Regions from separate parts of the Rattus norvegicus genome. Here region 2 is linked to region 1. Evidence: chromatin contacts called from public Hi-C data. All regions are on one chromosome and are shown on one strand. The core of a region is the stretch at or near the end of the contact, and the rest is flanking DNA. Distances in the headings are between cores, read along the strand shown.

What was found. Hi-C and Micro-C count contacts between places; a contact is called where the count stands out from the background.
Region 2: a Hi-C map of liver shows a contact between it and region 1, with 2.5 times the contacts expected there. The contact joins the promoter of Selenop here to the enhancer-like site in region 1. A contact is called at or near these places in 7 of 12 Hi-C or Micro-C datasets (Schwann cells, hepatocytes, kidney and 3 more).

What each region holds. Positions count from the first base shown.
Region 1 is chr2:54,186,075-54,188,629 of GRCr8, reverse strand. All of the region lies in intron 1 of LOC102548571 (a long non-coding RNA gene), which reads right to left. Among named protein-coding and RNA genes, the nearest start is that of Selenop, 39 kb to the left of the region's middle. Within about 2 kb of position 1,274, at least 39 of the 93 cell types and tissues checked have an H3K27ac peak or open chromatin away from gene starts, as enhancers often do. A contact at or near this core is called in liver, where this site is marked.
Region 2 is chr2:54,224,641-54,227,195 of GRCr8, reverse strand. It overlaps Selenop (selenoprotein P), which reads right to left and starts at 1,284. Exons shown (of 5, transcript NM_019192.2): 1 at 1,224-1,284.

The sequences.
Region 1 (2,555 bases), core at 25-2,524:
TGTATATTTTGTGTTATGTGCATGTATGCATGTGCACATGTGTGTAGCTCACCTGCCATGGTATGTGTGTGGGAATCAGAAGACAACCTACAGGAGTCTGTTCTTTCCTTCCACCCTATGGATCTCAGGTCATCTGGTTTGGAGGCAAGAGGCTTTACCTGCAAAACCAACTATTGGGTGTCATTAGCTATTGAGACTCAACTCAACAATGTCCAGATTTCTAGAAGGAAGTGTATTCTAACAAATAACTGTTTATACCTGTAACCTCCCTCTCCCCCTCCCTCACATTCCCTCCCCCTCCCCCACTCTCCCTCTCCCTCCTTCACCCTCCCTCACCCTTCCTCACCCTCCCTCACCCTTCCTCACCCTCCCTCACTCTTCTTTACCCTCCTTTTCCCTCCATAAGGGAAATTCAAAGAATTTCTTTTTTTTTTTTTTTTTTTTTTTTTTTTTTTTGGTTCTTTTTTTTCGGAGCTGGGGACCGAACCCAGGGCCTTGCGCTTCCTAGGCAAGCGCTCTACCACTGAGCTAAATCCCCAGCCCCAAGAATTTCTTAAATAGAAAATTTAATAGCATTTGCTGTTTGCTAGCTGGGTCCTAAGTGTTTTGAATGGGTTACTCTGGTGTCCTCAGTGTCCATCCCTTGGGGACTGTTATTGTTTGCTTTTTTCACCTAAGTGAGAGAACCACAAAATTATGTAATTTTCTCTTTCAGAAGAAGTGGCAGAATGCATCACCCCAAAGCATGCCACTTTCACATGCTGATGTAAGATAAAGCAAATTAAAAAGGCAGACACAGTAATATCCTTTTGCCTCCCCTTCTCTGCCAGTTCTTTCTTTCTTTTCTTTCTTTCTTTCCTTCTTTCTTTCTTTCTTTCTTCCTTCCTTCCTTTCTTTCTTTCTTTCCTTCTTTCTTTCTTTCTTTCTTCCTTCCTTTCTTTCTTTCTTTCTCTCTTTCTTTCTCTTCAGTTTTATTTTAGGTTTGTTTCCTCTATGGCTCAGAACAACTCCATGCTTTATCAACTCAGAGAAAGGGACAGAAGAATACTTGTGGCAGACCCAGCTAATTGGTCTCTATCTCCATTGGTCACCCACATAGGATTCCTTTCTGCAGCCCGAGCCAGTCTGGAAGCTCAAGATCCTTCCCCTTTGTTTTCTCAGTTCTCTACCAGACCATTGTTTTCTCGGGAGATTCTGTGTGAGTTCAGGCTGTACTCATCCCTCAGTCACTAGCCCCACCCCACCACCCCCATCCCCACCCCCATGAATACACAGCGTACATGCTAATACCTGTGCTTGTTTTACTGGTCAATCATCTGTCAATCTTATTCACAGGGCCCCAGTCAGCAGATTTAAAATCAGGAGAGGGAAAACATAAAGATAAGTGGTTGATGCAGCAGGCAATCCAGGACAACATTCAATAGTGGTGTGTGTGCCAGCCACAGAGAGGAGAGAAACCGGAAGTATGTGGTGAAGAGGTCCTTGTGGTCACAGACAAGTGTTTGGTTTCAGGGACAAGGGACTGAGGTGCATATTTTACATACCAAAGCAGACCTGGTTCTCTAGTTCTTCCAGCATCCCTCAATCCCTACCTGGTGTATCCTGCCCCCAACCCTGCCAACCCTGAACTTTCCAGCCCAGAGGCTGGGCAGCATTTCCCCAGAGGCTCTTCCTTATATAATCCAGATCTCTCTCTCTCTCTCTCTCTCTCTCTCTCTCTCTCTCTCTCTCTCTCTCTCTCTCTCTCTCTCTCCCTACTTTCTTCCCTCCCTCTCCTCTCTCTCTTTCTCCTCCTCTCTCTCTCTCTCTTTCTCTCTTTCTCTCTCTCCCTCCCCTCCACTTTCCCCATGGTGACTCCCCTGGCCTCAATCCTTGGGGCCAGTGAACTTGCCCACCTGAGAGCAGCTTCCCAATAAACCCGCCTATAATCTAATCTAATCTGGTTTGAATTGGCTCATTTCCCTGGCAGCAGAGAAACAACCTATCAATACGTGCTAGAGGAACCAGGAACGTCAGCTTACAGGGTTATTCCTTCAAGGGAAGGAATGCTGTACCTGTTTTCCATCCAGAAGGCTGGGAGTGAAAGGATAGATGTGCATTCTAGCCTGGTGACCTTTGTGCTGTCTATGTGGCCAGAGATCACACCAGACCCTCCCACAGACCCTTGCTCTTCTCGGCCAATCTCCAGAACCTATCTTACAGAAAGTGGCACACTTACTTTACAAAGAGTCTCGTGTGGTCATGACCAATCTTTATTTAGCTTACTGTTCCTCAGATTTATACATGCTTAATCATGTTCACAAGATTGAGTTAATTATCACTAGACTTGGTGTGCTTAAATATGCCTAAAATAAACAAGTCGTGGGCAGACTCCCAAGGAATGAACCAACTTTGGTCACTTAGTTGTGTTGAACGAAACTGTCTTTGGAGGTCAAAGAGACCCCTGCAGTCAGGAAGGAGACCTGTGCAGTGGCGTAATGGGGTGATGACTTTGTGAAGTCGGTGGTGAACAGGAAGAGCCTAGCACCTGCCCCGCCTCCTGCCTCGCCTGTCCT
Region 2 (2,555 bases), core at 35-2,534, 39 kb before region 1:
ATGCTCTATGCTCTATGCTCTATGCTCTATGCTCTATGCTCTATGCTCTGAAAGGGGGGGAGGAAGCTATTCAGTTTCTTAATAGGAAGTCTAACTTGTATTTCTTCCCTAGACTAAATTGACATGAGGCTCTGGGCCAAATCTCTAACACACACACACACACACACACACACACACACACAAATTCAGCTCTTATAGAACTCCAGCATGAGGGCTCGGCCCTTAATACTCTGCTGTAAAGAAAATATTTTCCAATGGCTACATGTCGAACATCACTGAGGAGAGAGACTATTTCCCTCACCCAGAGTGATCTGGTGACAAAGGGGATACTGGAGAGGATGCATCCCACCTGCAGAATTGTCCTTCATTAATCAATAGGCTGCTCAGCTTTGCTTAAAGCTGTTTTTATGGTATAAGCTTTGCATTTTAATTATAACTGTCAAATATATATATTTGAATGAAGGCACATAACAAAATTAGATCCAGTAACAACTGGACAGTAGGTATAGCCTTCAGTTAGTCTTCAGTCACAAGCCTGAATTAGCTGTTTATGTTCAGAACTACATTTGATTGTACCTCGTTAAAAGGAAAGCAGGCATACTCTTTGCCACATATTCTCTTCCTCTGAACTTCAGACCAGCATTTTAAAGCCCCTTATCAATCTTCAAGCTTCCACTCTCTACTTAAAGTTACCCACCAAAGGACCACCTAGGGCGCCACCTTACTGCCTAAAAGTGACCACTTCTGCACTGGGGCCAGAGTCTGCTCCGTCCCGGCTTTCCACTCTGAAGCTGCTTCTGATTTCCCTGGACATCTGGACAGTATGGTAGAATGCACCTATTTACCATGTCCGCTCTTGAAATCCACTAGCTTTTCCTCTTGTCTGTCCCCACTCTAAACTTCGGTGGGAAGCCCTGGAATTTAACCAGATATTGTCCATCTGAGACCACAGTCTCCTGCAGAGAGAAACAGCTGCATTTTCCATTGCCCCAACTTCCCCTGAGCACGGCCCAGTAAAGGACAGAAATCAGCAACAATAAAAACATAAAAAGAATGTTTCAAAAAGTTAACTATTTTCCCCAGACACTTCTTGTTCACTTTAAAAAAATGTTTTTTAATGTCTATTAGTCATCTTTTTACTAAGCCTATCTTAAGGCAGGGGAGAAACATACTTTACCTCAGAAAATATTTCCCAAACTCTAAAAGAATCAAGTCCTACTTACGCAACCCCTTCAGACTAGCTTGCGTCTTCCCCTCTCTTTGCTCTAGTTAGGGCAGATCCACAAAGCCACAGGCTGACACTGACATTTATAGCCCTCTTGTTTACCTCGCCCTCTGAGGTGCAGTCCAAAGTTCGGTGCTCCCTCCTGCAGCGACCTTGCAAGCGCAGCAGCCCCTGAACCGTTTCTGGTTGCCGCGACGAGAAGAATGTTAGCTTACAAAGGGTAGAGGGACGAGTTTTGACAAGTACTAACTTAATTTCTGCTTTTGATCACCCTGTAATCTAAGAATGAATGGTACAGTCCAGGGTGGAAGGAAGGGCTAAGGGGAGACAAGTCCTCCAAGTGCTGTTCCTTTCTGAACTACAATAGGGAAAAACATTTGCTTAGCCAGCAAGTTACGCAGCTGTTTTAGAAGGAAAAACATTTTGTTTTCCTTTTCCTTTATGGTGAGGAAGTTCTATGCTAAACCCACACTGTAAGCTTCTTTAGAAAAGTCACCTGCTGTCACATTATTTTGGTCTCCTGCTACTGCAGACCCACGTTGTTTGGCTGTGCTCAGCTGAATTTCAATTGATATGCAGTCCCATGGGACCTCTGTTCTTGTGTTTTTCCTTTAATATAATGAACTAAGAAAGTAGTCTCCAAGCCGGAAGAAACCAGGCCTCGTTTAAAATATACATAGTAATTCTCATTCTTTTTGTGTCTCTGTCTCTCTGTGCTGTGTCTCTGTCTCTCTGTGCTGTGTCTCTGTCTCTCTGTGCTGTGTCTCTGTCTCTCTGTGCTGTGTCTCTGTCTCTGTTCTCTCTCTCTCTCTCTCTCTCACACACACACACACACACACACACACACACACACACACACACGCTAAGGAATGGGGGAGGAGCAGTGCATGGTTGTCACGACCAAATGTGGAGGTCAGGAGACAGTTTTGTGGACTTGCACCCACTCTTTTCTCCTTTAAGTGGCTTCCCCTTTAACTGGGTTCCAGGAATCAAATTCAGGTCTTGCACTGCAACAGCTTTCACCCTCGGAGCCACTCCAGGGCCTGAAAGCACAGTTTCTCAAAGCTGTAGTGCTACTTATAAATCCCAACAGAATTTTTTAGCTGTTGCTTCAGGGTTAAGTTTTGCCCTTTTTTATCTTAAGAATTTTATACATGTATACTATATATTTTGATCGAATCGACCCCTACGGCCCACTCCAACTCTTCCCAGACCCCCCAACTTCATGTGGTTTTGTTTAGTTTTGTTTTGTTTTTTCATTGGTTGGTTGGTTGGTTTGGTTTGGTTTTCAACCTACGGAGTCCCGTTAAGGCTGCTGAAATCTGTATAG